Linked DNA regions of Mus musculus: regions 1 and 2 are each linked to region 3. A link is a contact called in public Hi-C and HiChIP or PLAC-seq data. All regions are on one chromosome and are shown on one strand. The core of a region is the stretch at or near the end of the contact, and the rest is flanking DNA. Distances in the headings are between cores, read along the strand shown.

What was found. A called contact is a pair of places that touch in the nucleus more often than the background predicts. HiChIP or PLAC-seq counts read pairs in DNA pulled down with a chosen protein or histone mark.
Region 1: an H3K27ac HiChIP or PLAC-seq map of regulatory T cells shows a contact between it and region 3, with 5 times the contacts expected there. The contact joins two enhancer-like sites. A contact is called at or near these places in 1 of 15 datasets of contacts at CTCF or cohesin (pro-B cells), 7 of 484 Hi-C or Micro-C datasets (the C2C12 cell line, adipose-derived mesenchymal stem cells, bone marrow-derived macrophages and 3 more), 3 of 115 datasets of contacts at active chromatin or transcription factors (CD8 T cells, fibro-adipogenic progenitors and regulatory T cells) and 1 of 9 other capture datasets (liver).
Region 2: a contact with region 3 is called in a Hi-C map of Th1 cells, with 3 times the contacts expected there. The contact joins two enhancer-like sites.

Annotation. Positions count from the first base shown.
Region 1 is chr10:14,195,413-14,198,937 of GRCm38.p6, reverse strand. No RefSeq gene overlaps it. Among named protein-coding and RNA genes, the nearest start is that of Gm51759, 70 kb to the right of the region's middle. Within about 2 kb of position 1,982, at least 47 of the 459 cell types and tissues checked have an H3K27ac peak or open chromatin away from gene starts, as enhancers often do. A contact at or near this core is called in cortical neurons, muscle stem cells and regulatory T cells, where this site is marked.
Region 2 is chr10:13,436,671-13,440,249 of GRCm38.p6, reverse strand. The region is part of intron 1 of Phactr2 (phosphatase and actin regulator 2); the gene reads left to right. Among named protein-coding and RNA genes, the nearest start is that of Phactr2, 36 kb to the left of the region's middle. Within about 2 kb of position 1,654, at least 69 of the 459 cell types and tissues checked have an H3K27ac peak or open chromatin away from gene starts, as enhancers often do. A contact at or near this core is called in Th1 cells, where this site is marked.
Region 3 is chr10:13,830,949-13,834,864 of GRCm38.p6, reverse strand. All of the region lies in intron 1 of Aig1 (androgen-induced 1), which reads left to right. Among named protein-coding and RNA genes, the nearest start is that of Aig1, 36 kb to the left of the region's middle. Within about 2 kb of position 1,979, at least 108 of the 459 cell types and tissues checked have an H3K27ac peak or open chromatin away from gene starts, as enhancers often do. A contact at or near this core is called in Th1 cells, cortical neurons, muscle stem cells and 1 more, where this site is marked.

The sequences.
Region 1 (3,525 bases), core at 733-3,232, 360 kb before region 3:
TACAGATGGTTGTGACTCACCAAGTAGATGCTGGGAATTGACCCTGGGTCCTCTGGCAAAGCAGTCAATACTCTTGACGTTGTTGATCCATCTCTCCACTCACTCCAGCATCTCTGGCTTTATTGTCATCAGACAGTATTAAAACCATTCATCCAGTGGGCTTCTCCTCTGCCATTCTTGCTTCAGTTCAGGGTGTAATCCATTGACACTGAACACACAAAGTAGGGGTCTGATAAGTTATTTTATGCTCTCTCTATATACAGACCCCACCATGCCCTTTACATCTGGGAGAACACTGGTGCTATTTGGCTCCTCCCTCAGTGCTGAGAAATGTTAAAGTTTTTATGAAAGGAAGACACTCCTTCCCAGTGAGCCAAGAACACAGTTTAGCTCTCTCACTTCTTTAGCAGTTTAAACTCAGTTTTCATTAGGCAAATTGTTCGCTGCTGTTAATAAGAACTGTGCCCGCTTTTTCCAGAGTGGTCATATATGAAACTGAAAAGCTTCCAGTGTCTAATCCAGATCTCATGTATGGCCAAGAAGAAAGGAAAGACCATTCCAACCCAGGCAGTGACACAGGGAAATAAGGTTTAGAGAGCTCTAAAGAGGAGTGCACTGACTAGTTCTGTGTCAACCTGACACAGCTGGAGTTATCACAGAGAAAGGAGCTTCAGTTGAGGAAATGCCTCCATGAGATCCAACTGTAAGGCATTTTCTCAATTAGTGATCAAGGGGGAAAGGCCCCTTGTGGGTAGGACCATCTCTGGGCTGGTAGTCTTGGGTTTTATAAGAGAGCAAGCTGAGCAAGCCAGGAGAAGAAGCCAGTAAAGAGCATCCCTCCATGGCTTCTGCATCAGCTCCTGCTTTCTGACCTGCTTGAGTTCCAGTCCTGACTTCCTTGGTGATGAACAGCAGTATGGAAGTGTAAGCAGAATAAATACTTTCCTCCCCCAAGTGCTTCTTGGTTATGATGTTTGTGCAGGAATAGAAACCCTGACTAAGACAAGGAGGACAGGAGCAAGGGAGATAGCTCAGTTGGGAAAGTGCTCACCTCGAAAACATGCAGATAGGACTTCTGTCCCCAGACCAATGTGAAAAGAACAGCATGATATATACTTGTGGTCACAGTACTGATGACAAGGCTCAGTAGGACAAGAAGCTGAGGCTCAGTAGACAGCCAGATTTAACTATTGTGCGTTCCAGTCCAGTGTTGGCCTACCACAAAATCAAGATGAGCTGCCCAGAAATAACACTAGAGGATGACCTCTGAATACAGAGGTGCGGCAGAGGAAGAGGGTGAGAGAGTGAGAAGGACAGAGAGACAGATAGACTGACTCAAAAAACGGGGCTATATGGAAGAGACAGAGAAAATGACCTGGGTTAGATGAACAGTTTGTAGAGCACCCTGAGTCTAAGTGTGGATTATGATACTGGTGTCATAAGCCACTGGAAGTTGGGCAGTCAATCCTATAGAGGGCGACAATTCAGTGAGGGATGCAGTCCTGATTACAGCAACAGAACTCTATCATAAAAAGTAATGTCTTTTGAAAGTCCCTTTGCAAGCAAGTACCGGAAATCCAGTCAAATAAGCCCAGTCGACGAATAGGAAATTATTGGAAAGAATATTGAGTCACCTTCAGAACCCAGCAGCATGAAGGATACCCAAATCTATGCAGATTCTATTTTACTTTATTTTTCTTTTTTTACTCCATATCCTGGCTTGTCTTGATTCTCTTAGCAAATGTCCTCTGTACCTCCAAACTCCATGCCTGACCCAGATACTAATGTCTACTCAACTTTCTTAAACCTAGTTATAAATTCCTAAGAGGAAGATAGTGCTCACCCGATGAGGGCCAAGGGCCCCTGATACAATCCATGGCCGTGGTGGTTGGGTGATGGCTGCTTACTTGGGGTTCCGTTTGTGGAGAAAGGAGTGGTTCTTGGAGGAATGTGGTATCATAGATTTGGCAGGAGCGCCAGAAGTTGGTTACATAAACCTACCAGAAGTCTGCTGGTATATTTTAATCCTGAAATCCTCCCAAGGTCAGTATAATGAGGAGATGTAAATAAATAGTATGGTTCTGAATAAGAGGACCAGTTTAAGAGACGCTAGAGCAGCGGTTCTCAGCCTGTGTGGGTCGTCATCTCTTTGAGGGTCAAATGACTGTTTCAAGGGACCATCAGAAAACACAAATATTTACCTTATCATCAATAACATAGCAAATTTACGGTTATAATGTAGCAACAAAAATAGTTTTATGGCTGAGGGTAACCACACAGGAGGGACTATTGAGAAACACTGCTCTAGAGTGTCAGCCATGGGGATGGTACCTGAGGAGATCACAACTGATGTGAAAGATCTCCCAGGACAGCCTGCACTGGGTAATGTCTGAGGAATCCAGCGATCCTTTGCGGGAGTGGCTGTTCGCAGCTTCCATAAATGCCGCACGAATGCAAGCGTGGGCTGCTTTCTTCAGAGAGAAGCTGGGCGTGGAGCTTAGGAGCAGCTAAGCAAGACCTGACAGTTCCAGAACCGCGGAAGGAAATGTCTGTGCTCAAGACATTCCCAGTATTATGAATCAATCCACCAAGTATTTACCAACCGGCCTGCTTTATGCTTGGTGATATTTTGATATTGTGTTTAGTCAGGGGTCTGAGACAAAAGGGCCACCCTGGACTATTGTAGAAAGCCCCCTTGGGTTGTACATGGAGGGGAACGCCAGGATACTTTCCCAGCCTCCTCCAGCAGCTGCCCTTCTAAAACCCAGAGAAGCGCGCAGTCCCTCCCCCACCATCCTGCCTGCCTGCCAGAGTTTCCAGATTTGTTCTGCTTTGCAGTTGCGTCAAAGCCACGCTAGATCCCAATCCTCACAGAAGGCATAAATTAACATTTTATTATGTGTACTTGTTAGGGTCTCTTAAAGTAGACATGCAAATTTGAGGCTCCAGTAATAAATTAGGGCATACCCAGATTAACCGAAAATAAACTGGGTTGCCCTGGCCAAGGCCTTGGAAAGCAGGGCCCTGCCAAGCAGCCAGAGGACAGAGACTCCCCTCAACTCCTGTTCCCCAGTTGTTGACCCTGGCCTCTGGTCATTTCCTTCTCTGTATGGTACCCTGGTCCTCTCTGTGCAGACGCTAGTGGCTTTCATGAGTCCTGATGGGTTTTCTTTTTAGAACAAGGGACAGTTTCCAGTAAGCCTGTTACAGGTCCCTGGCAAGCAATAGAGAGAAAGAGCAAAAGAAAAGTTTTGAGTTTCCATCACACATGGACCAGCTATTCTGAGGCTATACTTTGATTGGTTATTCCTGTAGTGGGACTTGAATTTTGCAGCTTATAGCCTGGAAAACCTTCAGATCAGAAACTTTGAGGCTCCATTGAGCTTGGTGTGTTTTGATGTAGCAGTGGTGAGAAAGTAAGCAGATATAAAAGTAAGGGGCACCTGATGTGCCACCCACAGCCCTACCAGCATCTGTTCTATTATGGTGTTCTGCATTTTGTGGTTGTCATTGCTGTTCTTTGTT
Region 2 (3,579 bases), core at 405-2,904, 390 kb after region 3:
CCAGGCTGCTTCTTCCATATTCAAAGTGTGGCAGACTATCTCTGCCTTGTGACCACTTTCCTCTCTCTGACTCTGGCCTTACCTTCCTCTCAAAAGGAGCCTCCTAATTTCTTGAGACCATGTGGATAATCCAGGATGTTCTTCTCAGCTCATCCTTAAAGTTGTTGAGTCTGCAATTCTGTTGGGGTTAGTATACACCCACAATCCCACACACAGGGAGTGGGGCAGGAGGATCAGGAGTTCAAGGCTAGCTTCAGCTACATGAGCTTCTGTCTTGGAAAAAAAAAGTACTTAAGAGGGAACTTAGTGGTCTCCTTTCATAGGACAGGGTAAAGCTGGACAAGGGATTCAGGAACTCAGTTGGACATTATTATCACCTCATTGTAAGCCTTCTCCTGTCCCCACCCTACCTTTTTCCTCAGTCCCCCAGCTCTGGGTGTCTCCAGATCCCAGCCATCTTATTGAGGCATCCCAGAGAACTTCTCTTTTGTAGGGCTCCCACATGAAATCCCACAGAAGGACTATGGTGGCTGTGGTTAGATCACATGGCTCATTGGATGGAAACTCTGGTGTCACCCAAGAAAACCAAATGAACTGGGGTGGTTCCCTGAGTAAGGGATGTGGAACAGCACTGTTTCTAGAAGCCGAGAAAAGGAAAGGATGTGAATGTGGCAGAAACTATAGTTACACCCCAAACACTTCAGACTTTTATTTTTAAACTTAGTTTCTAGTATTGAAAATAACCCAAAGTAGATAGAATTCTAGAATGATCCTTCAAGTGTCTACTCTCAGTGCTTCAGTTGTTCCCAACTTGTGGTCCAAGATTTCTCTTTTAGACTCATTAGGTTCCCCTCCCCCATTTTGGTATCTCACAAAGCAAATTCCAGACATCATATAGACTTTCCTGTAAATAGTTTAATACTATAAGGATTCTTTTTAGAAAACAGAGCCATAATGCCATGATAGTACTAGAAACTTGAACAAGAACCCATTGCAGATTCAGTATTCAAATTTCCCAGTTGTCTCAGGAATGGTTGGACAGAACCCAAATCTCCTTATGTGTCCTTGGATTATCACTCTTAAGCTTTTAGCCACAGTCTTCATTTCTTTTCTGTTGTTTTGACAAAATATCCCAACAAACACAGCTTAAGGGTAGAAAAGATGTCTTGTGGCTCATGACTCCAGGTTAGGGTCCATCATAGCTAGGAGGCTGAAGTTGCAGGCAGCAGGAACGTGGGCAGGAATAGAAGTGATTCTCAGCTCGCTTTTGTCACCCTTAGACTTCAGGATTTCCTGCCTGGGGAATAACGCCACCCTCGGTGGGCAGGTCCTCCTACCTTAGTTATTCCCGATTAAGATTATTCCTCACCGGCATCCTGGAAGGCTAACGGGATCTAGCCAGTCCCTTGTCGAGACTCTGTTCTCAGGTGATTCTACGTTATGTTTTGTGGACAACCTGAACCATCAGAGCAGCCAGGCACTCTGTTCTGTCTCTCCTCCCTCCCATGGTGACCATGTCGCCTCTTTACTTGACTGGCTTTTGTTCCTGTCACACTAGCACTTTCTCTTCTCAAATCCTCTAGCTCTGTGCACCACTGTGGAGTAATTCCGGTCCTCAAGTCCCTGGAGTCATTCTGAAAGCAGCAGTTGTGGTTTCGGGGTGTTTGTTTATGAACACCACAGAGGTCTACATACCGGGCACAATTCTGGCTTCCCTCTATCTTCAGTTTCCCTATTGAGAGTGAAAAGCATCCATACTTCTTCTCACAGCTCCTACTGTTTCTAGCTTTGGTCTTAGATTTTCAAATGGTCGTTTGCTTCAGGTGGGGCTTCCCTCTGCTGGTTCCCTCAAACCTTGCCAGGACGCACAAATTGGTGAGGTGAAGTGTGAACTTTCCTCTTCATGGTTGGCTGAGTTCAACTTTTGATCTATCAGCATGTGGCTCGGGCATACCAGAGTTCTGAATACTCTTGGAGCTGAGGGGTGGGGCTGGGGGCAGTGAGAGGAATGGGGCTTTGAAGAGATTGAGGAGGCTGCAGCGCTCACATTTAGAAAGGTCCTAGCCACCACCACCACCACCACCACCACCACCCCACACTGCTCGTTCAGTATCACAGGGAAAACTTGAAAATAGCTACTATGCATACTTTGCATAATAGCAATCATGAAGTTGCATCTCTCTCTCTCTCTCTCTCTCTCTCTCTCTCTCTCTCTCTCTCTCTCTCTCGTGTGTGTGTGTGTGTGTGTGTGTGTGTGTGTGCAGGTCCACACACCATACGTGTGCATGGGCAGGTAAAGACAGGGGGTCATGATCAGATGTACTCCTTGCTGGCTTTCTGTGTTGATTTAGAGATGAGATCTCTAATTGAACCTGACTGAAGCTCTGTATTTCAGTGAGGCTGGGAGCCACTGAGACCCTGGGCTCTGCCTCTTTCTGTCACCTCAGCACTGTGCTTGTGTTCCTTCAAGCCTTGATTTTACACAGGTGTTAGTGATTTGAACTCAGGTCATCACGGTTGCATATAAATATTTCACCCCACCCAGCTGTCTCTCCAACCTGAAAGATGGCTTTTTGTTTTCAGTGTGCTAAGAATTGAAATTCTGGCTTCACAGCTCCTAGGTAAATGTTCTATCCTGAGTCATATTCCTGGCCCTCTTTCTCTTTATATCTTAAACACTTCTTTTCTGTTGTTGTGTACTTCCCTTTATTATGACTTTCAAAGAGCCAGGGTACCTGAGTACTTCCTTCTTGGTCAGTCTCACAAAAGATCCTGGGTAGTGAATGGGACGCTCAGAGTTCAGATGCTGGTTCTAGGTCCCGTGCCAACTCGAAGGAAGGTTGGCTCATTTTTACCTCTGTTAAATGGGGTCTAAGATGTTTTATATCGTGGAACCGTGACCAAAGTCAAGAGAATCAGTGAGTTGTAGAGCCCTTTCTAATAGGCTGGACTTAGTATCGAGTCATACAATCTCGGCGCCTGTACCTCGAGGCTATGGCAATTGTGGGGATCGGTCACCTTGTTCTCCTAAAGCTCCCAGGCAGCCTGGAGCCTGGACATAGATGGAGAACCTGCTGCTGGCTCAGTCTGGCTGTAGCCTCCAGCTGGGTAAGAGGGACCTGGCGCAGAGCTGTGCGGCTATGTTTGGGAAGGAAATCTCTTTCCCTCTCCCTCTCTCCTGTGTTTAAGCTGTTAAGCACAGACAGCTATGAAAACTGGCATGTTTCTGTATTTTCAGATACTATTTTTCCATATTTGACGTGCTTTTGTATTCTCATTTTTTAAAGAGTGGCTATACCTCAAGCCTGGCATGTTCCTTGCACTGTATAAGAGTCCAGTAGATGTTTGGCACCCCGAACTCTGCTATAAGCAGACAAGAACTGCAACTACAAGCTTGGTGCTTATTTATCCTTATCTGAAAGTCACTACAGCATCCTAGTGCTCATTTTGGATTTCGGGAATGCCTTGTGCTGCAGAGGTGATCCTTGCCAGGTCTGCCTGTGTTGCTACTTTCTATATTTCCATCAGCTGCCTTTCTCCCTAGAGAATGTTTGCCTCTGTCCTAATCCTCCCAACCCC
Region 3 (3,916 bases), core at 730-3,229:
GTTTGGTTTGGATTTGGAGGGTTTATATTGTACATAATGTGCATACAATCCCCTGGCCTGAGGATGGGATGTCTAACACAAAATCCAGTTTTTGTGTGCCTTGTACACTTATTTGGAAAGTAATCTTATACAATATTCTTAATTGATTGGCTCATAAAACACCATTTACGTATCGCAGATGAAGGGTTTTAGATTTAGAAATGATGCTGCAGATTTGCATTTTGACATTGACCCATCAGATGACGTCACGTACGGTGTCACTACCCACTGTGCCATGGTGACGCTCAGATTTTTCTCACTGTGACTGAGAATTTCTCATATGAGTAAGTAAGGTATGCTTCATCTATGTAACTAATAGTTATAAGAGCCTTCACATCTGTATCTGAAAAAGACTGACTCATATATTTACATGAAAATCCAAATATTTTATGTTAGTTCATCAATTGAAGGCACCAAGTGTACCATTGACTGTATCCTAGAGCTTTTACATGAAGAATAGTAGCGAATTCCTGCATGGAAAGTATGATGGAAATCTAAATTAGGCCTTCTTCCTTGCGCCTGTCTCCCGGGTGAATTTCCTTATTCTGTGGGTTACATAAAACACACGAGTGAGTTCCAGATACTTACGCTTCATTGGCACCAAGCCAAATTTCTATTTTCTTTTCCTGTAGAAAAAAAAATGATGCTGTCGGATTTTTGCACATAGTGCACCACTAGGTTTTTTGAGCTCACCCAACCCTGCACTGATTACCCGGCCCTTAAAATTAGAGGGGCTGAGTTACAGGGAAAGGATTGAAATAGTAGCATAGGATACGAAAAAAGATGAACTGAAACACAATAGAGAAAATAATAGAGTTTCAACCTACTCAGTGATCAGTTATGAAAGTTAAATATTATCAACACAACTGGAGCGCCTATGTTCCTCTTATGGCCTCTTCTTTTCCAGAAGTACTTGAGTTTAGTGCTGTTTATGTAGTTTTATTTGTGTGTGCCTGTTCGAGTGTACACCACATGTGTGTGCTCCCAGAGACCAGAGAGGGCGTCAGATCCTCAGGAGTAGACAGGCAGCAAATTGTCTCAAGGCCAAGCCAGCCCTCCAGTCTGAATTCAGTGTTATTGATCTCTGGGTGTTTCTTCCTGCTCACTGCACGTGCCCGTACCATGTCCTTATATTTGTTTCATGATTTATTTTAATAGTGTCAAAATATGCCATTTCCTGCCTCTGTTTTTAGTTCACTATTTTTTTGTTGCAAAGATTGAAACCTTTTTGTTATGAGGTGAGAGTTTTCTTGCATAAGTCGAGCATAGTTTATTCAGTCCACTATTTAAAAACAACAACAACAACATGTCATTGCTTCAACTCTGGTAAAGCAGTGCGAGCTGACGCTGACTTTCTCACATACCGAGGTTTCTTTAGGGCAGTGCTTCTCGGCCTTTCTATGCTGTGTCTCTTTAATACGGTGGGTGAGCCCCCAATCATAAAATTGTGTGTCGTGTTGCTTCATAACTGTAACTTTGCTATTGTCGTGAGTCATAGTGTAAATATCTGTGTTTTTCGGTGGTTCTAGGCGACCTCCATGAAGGGGTCATTTGATTCCCAGTGGGGTGTCAACCCACAAGTTGAGAACCGCTGCTGTTAGGAAACTGAGTCACCAGATCAAGAGAGCACGGCAATCTCTACACTATTACATCTCTGTTGTTATTCACAGTGTTTGTCTGAGTTGCATTCCCACAATGAGCTTTCTGGCTGAGTTAGAATTATTTGTATCTCTATTTTGATGAGAAAATGCTATCTCATTGCAGCTCTCATTTGAATCCTCCCTGGTATTGGTCACACAGGACACTGGATGTTGACCAACAGTCACAGAGAATAGCACTCCCTGGTGTGGTCATCAATGCCTCGCCCACACTCTGTGAGGGCTGACAGGGAGCTGACAGAGATCCAGACATCTTTAGTCTTACGATATGACTTGAGAAATTCCCTAAGCATAGAGTTGTTCTCTGACTCATCTCTGGTGATCAGAACCTGATGCTTTGCACACTTCTGCTTCATTTCCACTTGTGGCAATCTTCGAAGCGCCCGCTCTGGCTATTTATACAGCAACAATAGACTGGAAGTCATGGAAACTGAAACCAGTTTAAATTCTGAGTAAAACTGGAGCATGACTACTGCTTTGGTTGACTAGTAATAGCAGGGTTTGAGGGAGCTCCCCAAAGCCTACGCTGCTAACAACATGTGTGCTATGAGGCTGAGCTCACAGCTGGAAACAGATGTTTCTAGGAACTTTCATCGCCTTATTCTGTGCTCAAGTGAGGGACCATATACAAAACTTCTACAGACTTCCCACTGCCAATGTGGGAATGCCTTTTCCCCTCGCTCAAGTATTTGCCAAGTTCTATAAGGTAAGGAGAATTGTATCGCTTAAAAATAGGTCATTAGCAAATTATTTCCACTTGAAGAAGTCAGAAGACTTCTTAATCTACCTTTGGTGTAAAGTAGGTAAGATTGGACCCAGGGATCATATTCCTGCCCCTTCTAAAGTTTTGTTTAGCTATGTCTTGGTATGCTGCCCGGTTGCACTCAACATCCACAACTTTGACCCTAGTTCAGGAAATTGACAAATTATTGGTTTGTTCTATTTCCTGGTTCTCACCCACCATGCTCTGGCCCAAGGAAAGTGTGGCCGTTGTGAATGATTCCATTTGTAATTGATTTGGGAACAGTAAAACGGGTAACTGTAGTATACAGTGGTCATAGCACCTCTACAGTACTGTGGAAAGATTTGATTTCATAAGTACTAATAACCTAAGTTAGCCATTTAATTCAGCATCTAAAATAGAAATTTGTTCCAAATCAGGGTGGATTTTTCTGTTTAATTAATTGAATTCTTTGTCGCCAGCTCTCACTCCTGTGGCAGACAAATGCCTAAGTCCAAGTGATTAGAACACACAGGACAGTCTCCCTGCATTTGGCTCATTCATCTGCCCCCCCCCCCCTGGCATTTTCTAAACCTCATCAGTGAGTAGAAACAGACCTCAAATGTGAACTGTGAAATAATACCTACCCCACTTAGATAATTAAAAATTTTCCTGTTGAGTCTATGTAGGGATGTGTGTGTGTGTGTGTGTGTGTGTGTGTGAGAGAGAGAGAGAGAGAGAGAGAGAGAGAGAGAGAGAGAATGGGGAGGGAAAAGAATGTCTTAAGAAGAATGAAAATGAAAGTAGTGGAGTCCTTTTTTTTGTTTTTTGTTTTGTTTTTGTTTTCTTTTCATTTTGAATCATTTATTCAAATTCCCTGTTTTGGCAGACTGATGGCAGGTCTTTTAAGGTAGCATACTTTAAAATCTTATCTCTGAGAATTGCATTTAGATATTTTGATTATATGTGCCCTCATGCTCCTTCCAACTCCTCCTCATCTGTCTCCCAACTTTTTATACCTCACTGTCTTAGTTACTTTTGTAGTGCTATGACTAAGTACCATGATGAAGATAACTTATAAAAAAAGAAAGCACTCCACCAGGCTTGCTTATAGTTTCAATGAGTTTGTTCACTGAAGTAGTATCTTAGAGCTTATATCTGATCCACAAGCAGAAAGGGGGGGGGCAGAGAGAAATACACAGAGAGAAAGATACAGAGACAGGCAGACAGAGACAGACAGAGAGACAGATACAGAGGGAGACAGATAGAGAGAGACAGAGACAGACAGAGACAAAGAAAGACAGAGAGACAGATAGAGAGAGAGACAGAGAGATAGACAGAGATAAGGACAAAGATATATATATAGAGAGAGACAGAGACAGAGAGAGACAGAGAGAGGGACACAGAGAGAACTCACTAGGAATGGTATGAGCTTTTGAAACCTCAAAGCTCATCTCCAGAGATATACCTCCAACAAGGCCACACCTCCTAATCTTTC